2 separate regions of the Gossypium hirsutum genome follow, and region 2 is linked to region 1. The links are chromatin contacts, called in public Hi-C maps. All regions are on one chromosome and are shown on one strand. Each heading gives the region's core, a stretch centred on a gene start, on an enhancer-like site or on the middle of the called end of the contact. The rest is flanking DNA. Distances are from core to core; before and after follow the strand shown. Region 1 holds the start of LOC107901027 (sucrose synthase-like). Region 2 holds the start of LOC107901022 (fatty-acid-binding protein 2).

Region 1 (5,036 bases), core at 1,491-3,990:
TCCTATCCAGGCCCCTGCAATACACCAAATGCATCATTCATGCAGCATCTAAGGTTTTTTATTTCCTTTTCTTTGTTGGCCACTTGTGTACTAAAGCTAAGTTTATTCTAAATGCAATATAGATACTTTTTAAGTATTCCCAAATCCTCTAAATCAGTTCTAAGATCAGGATAACTTCTGCCATTGCCTGACTGTTACATGGTGAGCAGCTTTGGAAAAAGGTTGATGTCCTTTCTAATGTCAGCCAAGGTTACTATTAACGCTGAAGCGTATGGTTTGAAATGGTTAAACAAGTTGTTCTAGGCCTACATGATGATTGATCATGAGTTTTCTTCATTCCTGACCCCTTAACCCATAACCTTATTAACATGCCTCACAACACAATTATACTCAATTAAGACTTTTGGTCCCTTCATCCAAAGGAAGAATATTTAGGTTATTATAATTTTGGTCCCTCAAATATACTCATATTTGAGTTTTAATGTACTTTAATTTGACATAATTTATTTTTTCCTACCTTTATACTGTCATTAATTAATCCAAATAGGTAATACAGCTAAAAACACCCTTTCCAACAACAACAAAAAAATCCATATCAGCATAAAGTGTTAGCTATTTGGTAACTAATACCATAATCAAACTAGGAAGACTGAAATTTACATAGATGCTAAGCTTTCTGATAGCCCACAACATAATAATACATTTATTCAGGATGCAATAATGAATCAAATAAATCACTGATAAATCAAACATTTAGCAATGAAGCTAAACCAGCTAAACAGACAAGTGATGTTAAGCATGTAAAAATGGTCAGACCAATAAACCTGTAAATTGAATAGATCGGATTTGTTTTAGATTAGATCAACTCGAGTTTTAAAATTTTTGGATTATTTCTGCTCCAGGTCTTCATTTAAGGTTTGGGAGGCTGAGGTTTTTTTATACCAGGTCAATACAAGTTTGATCATTTTGGGTCCAAGTCAGTTTAGGGTTTCGAAGATAAATTCAAAGGTCTAGCTGACAACAACAGCAAGAATAAGACTCTCAAACTTTTGAAAATAATCTAAGCCTAGACGGCTACAACTAACAAAGCAAATAATCCTGTTGTGATAACAAAGTATTCTAATAGTATGTGTATTCAGATTCTTTAGCAACAACATTCAAAGATATCTCAATCTTAAAATACAATCTCAATAATATTACTCATAGAGAACCAGTAGATCAATGCAATCAAGTTCCTAAATCACATTGAATAACTTTAAAACTATACTAAAATGCAACATTTTCCATTAATTTCTCACTTACTAAGCTGAAGCATTGTTAAAAGACTCACATTTTCAATTCATTTCCAACTTACCAAGCTTAAGCAAAACACCAAGACTTGCATTACGAAAAAAATACAATATAAAGGACAAACATAGAATTAAACATCACAGACATTACCTTATGCAAAATACAACGCGAATAAAACAACTTAAAAACACAACGAAAAACCGTTAGGGCATAGACATTACCTTGATTTTGGAATTGGGAAAAATAAGGGAGGAGGGCACGATAAGGTTAGAGATTTGGAAGACTGTAGGGCAGTAAAGCAAAAGCTAAAATTAGCAACATTATTACCCCAAAAATCAAAATAGAATGCAAACAAATTATGAATATCAACCAGTAAACAAATGGTTTACCTTAAATACGAATTTGTTGGCGATTCGAGAATAAACAAACCCTTAAATGCTTGATTCTGGAACTGGGTGGAGGTGGATCGATGGAGGACGGAGGTAGCTTGATGCCTTGATTTTGGATTTGGGAAAAAAAAGGGAGGAGGAGAGATAGGGTTAGGGAAGACTGTCGGCAGTAAAACAAAACACAAATGTTGTGGATACAGCTTAAAAATTAGCAACAATAGCAGAGAAGATGAGACAGGGATGATAAGGAGCTGTGGAAATGGTTTCAAAGGTGAATAGATGAGCTGTGGAAAATGTCTTACCGATTTCTAAGGGGTAAAACATTTTTCGGAAATATGGGTTGATTTTCCCGTGTTGCAGAATTGATTTTTCAAAAGGAAAATATTTTCCTCCAATCAAACACTGGAAAATGTGAAAATCAATTCCGAAAAATATTTTTCCCTATCAAACAGACCCTAAATTTTTCAAATTAGGGATGGGTGGGGAGGTAATTTTCTTATTTAATATTAATATTAATATTTATTTATATTTTAGTGAGAGGATGATTGACTGACATGTTGTTTTTTTAATGACAAGTACCAACTTTAAAATATAGTTGAAATGCCTAACTCAAACCAACCTAATAATTTAATTAGCGGATGAAAATTCATTAAAAATTAAAGTGGAATAGAAAACAAAATTAATATTTTATTCTCAAATTTCATTTAAGAGTTCCACTTGAATTGATTAAGATTAAATAAAAAAAAAAGGAAATTTGCTTTGTTGAATGATTGGTGAGTGCAGTAACAGTGCTTCATTCTCCGCTTTTTGGAAAAGAAAACATTTGCTTAAAATCTTTAAACATAAAAAATTGAGTGTCTGTAATTACCAGCTTAACCCTTATTTAATAAATCTACAGCATTATTTTCCTTCCAAGACAAATATCGATTATTACTGGCATTGAAGCGCAAATATTAAGTTTCTAAACAGCAGTTACTGTGTGTCCTTTGTTTGCATTTGCAGCTTTCTTCTTCTATAAATTCGGGCTGAAACTCCAGCTTCTCTCATTCCATTCTCATTCGTTTTGTTAAACCCCTCCCTTTGGTTAGTTTCGTTTACCTGCTCCTCTGTTTCTCTCTTTCTTTTACTTTCTTTGCCTTTGAATTCTCTTCATCCCCATGTTGCTCTTCTTTCTTCACCTTCTGCTTCTGAGACTTGGGCTCTAGCTTCTTTCGCCAGCCAAGGAACACTATTTCTCCACTCAAAATGTTGAAACAAAAACTCTGTTTTCTCGACCAACAGAGGGGTTACTCTGCTTCAATTTCTATACAAAAACACTGCCATCTCCACTTAATAAATGGCTGTTCTGAGATTTTTCTTTCAACTCCATTAATATTATCTTTCGGTTTCAATTAATGGGTATTAATTAAATAATAAAAAAGAAGAAGAATAAAAATCAGATCTCCTAAATGTTTTGTTGCAACAAAATTAAGTTGAACAGTAACCATAGTTTGATTAACATTAAAGTCTATTCCATGTGGTTGGTGGCTTAAGGTGGTAGGTTTAGAAAAAAAAATGTCTTCTAGAATTGTATACGATCTATGTTGGTTTTGACTTTTTTTTGGTGCTTATCCATCTCCGTTACTAATAATCATGTTACATCATCACTTACTCTGTTTTTTGCTCTGTTTTTTTAGTTGGAAAAATGGCAGAGCGTGTGATCACCCGAGTACACAGCCTCCGGGAGCGTCTGGATGACACCCTTATTGCCCATAGAAACGAGGTTTTGGCCTTGCTCACAAGGTAATTTAAATATAACCCCTTCAACGATTGCTTTTCCTTTTGGAAATGCTTAGTTTTGTTGTTTTCTATTGTAGGATCGAGGGTAAGGGAAAAGGGATTCTGCAACACCATCAAATTATCCTAGAGTTTGAAGCCATCCCTGAAGAAACCAGAAAGAAGCTCGCTGATGGAGCATTTTCTGAAATATTGAGATCCAGTCAGGTATAAAACAAACCCTTTTTGTGTTTTCTCTTATGGGTTTTATTGTGACACTAGTGTTGATTTTAGTGACATTTGTGTTGTAGGAAGCGATCGTGTTGCCACCATGGGTTGCACTTGCAGTTCGTCCAAGGCCTGGTGTTTGGGAGTATATTAAAGTGAATGTCCACGCCCTTGTTGTTGAGGAACTCACTGTTGCTGAGTATCTTCACTTCAAGGAAGAGCTTGTTGATGGAAGGTATCTTGAAAAATGTTCATTTTTTGTTTACTTCACTCGTAAATGCTCATTTTAACACTGTTTCTTTGATTTTTCTTGCAGTGCAAATGGCAATTTCGTTTTGGAATTGGATTTTGAGCCCTTCAATGCATCTTTCCCTCGCTCAACTCTTTCCAAGTCTATCGGTAATGGTGTCGAGTTCCTCAACCGCCACCTTTCGGCTAAATTGTTCCATGACAAGGAGAGCATGCACCCTTTGCTTGAATTCCTCAAAGTCCATTGCCACAAAGGAAAGGTATGCAACATAAAGCACCAGTTACTTGTGTTTTATAGTTGACATCTGCATATACTAAAACATAGATTTCTTAGCATAAGATTTAAATGATGGATTTAGTGTCCTGAATGTCTTAGTTGGTGTTTTTGCAGAACATGATGTTGAATGACAGAATTCAAAACCTGAATTCCCTTCAACATGTATTGAGGAAGGCAGAAGAATATCTTGGTACACTGCCAGCTGAGACACCGTACGCTGAACTCGAACACAAGTTCCAGGAAATCGGTTTAGAGAGAGGTTGGGGTGATACCGCGGGGCGTGTGCTGGAGATGATCCAACTCCTTTTGGATCTTCTCGAGGCCCCTGATCCTTGCACCCTTGAGAAGTTCCTCGGGAGAGTCCCCATGGTGTTCAATGTTGTCATCCTTACTCCTCACGGATACTTTGCTCAAGACAACGTTTTGGGGTACCCCGACACCGGTGGCCAGGTTAGCCTTCCAAGCCTTCGTATAATTTGTGTATAAAACTAAGTTTGTAAATGTATAAATCCTTCAACTTATTACTTATAGGTTGTATACATCTTGGATCAAGTCCGTGCCTTGGAGAACGAGATGCTCCTCCGTATCAAGCAGCAAGGACTCAACATTACCCCTCGAATCTTAATTGTAAGAGCTGTTGGTTATTAGTATTTTATGAACTTTTTATTGATTTATTTTGGTTTCCTTCCAATATCTGATTTTGGTTGTTGTTGCTGATCAGATTACCAGACTTCTCCCTGATGCCGTTGGAACAACTTGTGGTCAACGAGTCGAGAAGGTATACGGAACGGAATACTCAGACATCCTCCGAGTACCCTTTAGAACAGAGAAGGGAATTGTACGTAGAT
Region 2 (5,036 bases), core at 1,408-3,907, 290 kb before region 1:
ACTCTAACCAAGAAGAAGAAACGAACCAATACAACTCTTGTACTAAAGTTTTTGCATCATCATGTACTTTTTTGTTTTCATTTTCCCATATAACCCAAATTTTTATGTCCACTACATAACATTTCATTTCATCAAAAGAAAAAAAAAATCTATATTATTATTGTTTAAGATGGAATCGGTTCAATTGCTCCCAAATTAATGAACCAACACTGCAATCCTTGCAAACATGTGAAATATCTTTTACTAGTTGATGATATTGATTCAAGGGCATCTATCATCTTCAAAAAAATGCTTGTTATGTAAATTTTGCATAGTAGGCACAAAATTATTGTACATCCTCAATAATGTAATTCTAATTTTCAGAGGCAAATCTAGGCTCTGAAGGCTTTTATTTTTTTATTTTTTTGTAAAAATGATTGTCTTAATTGTGTACCGATTTTACGTACCAATTTGAACATTGAAATCAAATTCAAGTGTCAAGATATAATTACCTTAAAAAAATAAAAGTTATTTTTTAGAGTTTACAAGTATTTTTAGGAGTTTACAAGTAAAATTATAAATATAATAATAAGTACAAGAAAAGTACAAACCACAAATAATAAACATTTGATCAACTAGAACTAGAATCCACTTAATATAAAGCACAATCGACTAAAATTAGAATATATCCAAACTTAAACCAGAATAAATCTAGAAATGACCCACATATGGTAGGACTTAACCTAGAATAATATGATGGTTAAAATATATTCCAATTCTCTGTACACTTCGTATATTTGAAAGGTAGTCCATCTACTTTTGTTTTCATGAATTTAGTTTCTTTTTAGAATTTAGTCCATCTATTTCTTAAATTTCAAAATTTAGGGCCAATTGTTAACATCATTAAAATTCTTCTGTTAAATTTACTGGTGTGACATTTTGAAATAGAAAAAAAAACTTACTTAGTAGCCATGCAACAAAAAAGAATGATGTTGAAATGAGTATGAATTTAATAGAATAATTTTAACAATATTAATAAAAAAAACTTACAATTTAAAATCTGAAAAGTAAAGGGGTTAAATTCAAAATGTATGAAGAGTACTTGGAGCATATTTTAATATATTATGAAGGAAAACTCATAATTGGCATTAGAACATAATGTGACCCAAACATGACCACACAAGGTCACATGGTCTTAACCTTTGCCAATACTACTAAATCTTCATTGGCATAAAATAATTTTTATTTGTTTCTTTTAGGTTTTTTTTACCAAAATAATATAAAATAATTATATAAATACTAAAATGGGATAAAAGTAGTAATATTTACGAATCTAGGTAGGAACTACAGTGAAAAATCGGTGTCGCTTGACCAATCGGCAACACCCCTCTCCCCAGCCACCGGTCACATCAGGTTTTAAAAAAATAATTTTTTATAGGTGTCACCTGGTCAATTGGCGGCACTGAACTAAAATGTGATGACCTTAAATATTTAGGGGCCTAATATGTAAATTTTCCATTTTGATTGAAAAGCTTTAAGGGTGCCGCCTGAAACCTTGGTAGCACCAAACTTCAAAAGGGTAAACTGCTTATTAACCCCTTTTTATTTATTTTCTTTTTATTTCCCTTCAACACAAAAAATAGAGTGGCCTATTACCAATTAGCCCAAAAAGTTTTTTCTACTAAAAAGTATTTTTTTGTAAAAAAAGCCGATTTTAACTGGAAATAAAGTTAATTTATTTTTCGAAAAATATGTTTTTCAAATTATTTTATTCCAGTTCGAATAATTTTTCGAAACATAAATAAAATTTATTTCCAGTTGGAATAAGCTTTTTTACAAAAATACTTTTTAGTAAAAAAATATTTTGGACTAATTGATAAGATGCCTCTCTATTTTTTGTGTTGAAGGGAAATAAAAAGAAATAATAAATAAGAAGGGTTTATGAATCAAATTATCTTATTTGAGGTTTGGTGTCACCAAGCTGTCAGTTCGTACCCTTAAAGCTTTTTCAATCAAAATAAAAAATTTACATTTCAGGTCCTTAAATATTTTAGGTCATCGCATTTCAGTCCGGTACTGTCGATTAACCAGGCCACACCCATAAAAAATATTATTTTTTAAAAATTTGATGTGACCGGTGGTTGGGGAGACGGGTGCCGCTGATAGGTAAGGCTGCACCGATTTTTAACTGTAGCTCCTTCCTAGATTCATAAATATTATTACCTTTATCCCATTTTAATATTTATTTAATTATTTTATATTATTTAAGTAAAGAAAAAGAGTTTACAAATATAATTATAGGTTCAATTACAAATACAAATCGGATCAATTAGAACTAAAACAAGAAATCAGAACAAAGCAGAGACAAACTAAAAATTAAAATATATTCGTACCTAAATCAGAATAAAATTGTAGAAATCTATACATAATAAAATTTAAACTCAAAATAATAACATTTACCCGTACCTAAGACCTTTAATATTGCATTATCTAACACTACTAAAACGTCATTGGTGAACTTTATTTGTTTAAATAATAAAGGGTTAATTGGAACCGTCACTAGTTAATTAATTGAGTGGGAATTTGTTACAATATAAAGTGGGGGCCAAACCGTCACCGTCACCAAAAAGTTCAAAATAAATAAATAATATTTTTATTAGTTTTCCACTTTTGTCCTTCCCATAGCTGTGAATCACTGTGGCTTCGTTTTCTTAACCTTTTGCCTATTTCCCCCCCTTGACACAGCATATTCCTTTCTCTCTCCCATCAAATAAAAACCTCTTTGAAAAAATAACGAAAGAATTTTTTTTTTTTGGAAAAAATAACCCTAATTTCCGTCTCCGTAATCTGAATCTCTTGATCTCCACATGCAATTTTCTTTCCTTGTCATTTAAGGTGCGTTCTTCACGTTTCATTTTCTTTGCATTTTCGGTTTTCTTTTTTATGAAATTTTTGATCCAAAAGAAAGAAAAAAAAAAAGAAGTTTGTTAAATTTTGCGGTTTTCAACTTTTTTTTTCTCGAAAATTTTGTTGATGTTTCCTGTTAAAGAATGTATTTAGAATTATTTACCTTTCTTTTTTTCGGTTGCATTTGATGAATTTGGAGTTAGCATTGCTTCTATTGATTACCTTCTTTCTTTTACGGCTATATTTTTTTTATTCATTTTCTAGGAACAAAGATTACTTCTATTAATTATAAAAAGGAAAAAAATTACCATTCATTGTACCGAATGTTAAATGAATTGCTTTAGTCATTTTTATTCAAAAATACATTGTTGGTTCCTTTGGCTTCTCAATTATTTATGCTTAGGTTTTGTACGTTTTTACTATTATCATTCTTCTTCTCATCAAAGGGTAATTCTATTTACTAAATGCTTCCTTGTTCTTAAATGGATCATAATTGAATTCTAATTGGATCATCATTTTTTTTTCTCTGTAGGTGCTTTTTTTCTCTAAGGGTGGTAAACTTTACCACCCAATTTGCTCAGTTCAGAAAAAAAAAAAAAACAAAAGGTTAAGGTTTCTGGATTGGGCATATAGCTGAAGTCCAAAGTATGCGGAATACTTGGTTGTTTTTCATGGATTTAGATGGAGGAGGGTCTCCATATATTTTTCCCATGGAGCCCTTTGTTTCTAATGGTTTGGGAGCTCACTTGTTTTCGCAGTTTAGTTCGTTTGTTGACAGCTCTTTGTACCATTCTAAACATTTGTATGTACCTGGTAGTCTCGCATTTCGAGAAGCTTTTAGTTGTATGTCGAAGTTTACAGGGGCTATACTGTTTTGGTTCTCTAGTATGTCAACTTCGAAGTTGAGTAGGGATATATCATCTGGTAATCAACGTGGTTTGGAATCTAGGAGTTGTGAATCTTCAGTTCTGGTTAAGCACATATTTTCTTGTAAGAATAATCTTGCCGGATATCGGTTTGCCTCTGATTCAAGAGGCCTATTTGCCACCCCTCTTGTTTTTGGTAAAATTTCGAGTTATGCAATGAGAAGCTTCTTTGGAGAAGCAGAAGCACTCCGACACATTCCTTTGCTATCATTAGCTGCAGCTTTGATACCACCATTAGACAACTTGTAAGGTTTTTTTATCTCACAAATTCCATTCTCTTTTACCTTTCTGTGTTATGTTTGTCTGTTCACATGGTTTTTGATTGAGCTGTTTGATTTAATGTGATCAGATCTTCAAAGGTACTACCTGTTCCACTTGATAACACTGAACTTCAAATGCAAGAACTCATGGATCGAAGGCCTTGTGAAGTTGGTCAAGGATGCGGCAGTCTATCTTTTCTAGATTTGAACCGGAGACGACATGCTATTGAACCCAGAACTGGCATTGAGTTCCCAACAATATTGGATAACATATTAGATACACAGAATAATTCTAGTTTAGCTTCTGAGGTAAAACATTGTGGGCATTGCTGCTGCTAGTCTGACATTCAGTAACCCACTTTGTATCAATCATCTGTGATATGCTTTTTTATCTGTTTCTCTTGCATCAGTTAAGCAGCCTATTTATATTTTAATATATTCACAATGTAGGTTTATGTGCTCTCTGGAAATTTATTTCTTTTTTAAAATGCTCTTAGCCATTTACTTTCCATGGTTGCTTAGATGCATTATGGACACCTTTGTTGAAAATTTAAACCAACTGATTTTAAAGTTTCCATAGGTTAGCCATGGAATTTGAATCACAAAACATCATTAGGTCAAACTTGAATAGTCACACCGGGGACTTGCATCACTTTAACATGATCTGGTCATTCTTTACATGTTGGCGGTTCTGGTTTCTTTTTACAATAACTTGGACTATGTCTCTATGCTTTTAGGTGCTTGTTGGTACTGGATCAAGAACCATGAAGATCATCAAAATTAAGTCTCTGAAGGTGTATGCATTTGGTTTTTGTAAGTGCTTGTGGATTTTGCTTCATTCCTCCTACCTTGTGTTATTAATGATGTGCTTTTCCTAGTGCTTCAACTACTTATTCTTGATTTTCCTTTCCCCTTATAGATATTCATCCATACTCTGTTTGCAAGAAATTGGGTGCAAAGTATG

What was found. A called contact is a pair of places that touch in the nucleus more often than the background predicts.
Region 2: a Hi-C map of leaf shows a contact between it and region 1, with 3 times the contacts expected there. The contact joins the promoter of LOC107901022 here to the promoter of LOC107901027 in region 1. A contact is called at or near these places in 8 of 34 Hi-C or Micro-C datasets (anther, hypocotyl, leaf and 1 more).

What each region holds. Positions count from the first base shown.
Region 1 is chrD06:15,647,619-15,652,654 of Gossypium_hirsutum_v2.1, reverse strand. LOC107901027 (sucrose synthase-like) reads left to right here and starts at 2,740. Exons shown (of 14, transcript NM_001326897.2): 1 at 2,740-2,762; 2 at 3,356-3,461; 3 at 3,536-3,662; 4 at 3,746-3,897; 5 at 3,979-4,171; 6 at 4,303-4,638; 7 at 4,720-4,815; 8 at 4,910-5,036. The coding sequence starts at 3,364.
Region 2 is chrD06:15,935,458-15,940,493 of Gossypium_hirsutum_v2.1, reverse strand. It overlaps LOC107901022 (fatty-acid-binding protein 2), which reads left to right and starts at 2,657. Exons shown (of 11, transcript XM_016826838.2): 1 at 2,657-2,874; 2 at 3,419-4,057; 3 at 4,162-4,381; 4 at 4,810-4,885; 5 at 4,992-5,036. The coding sequence starts at 3,534.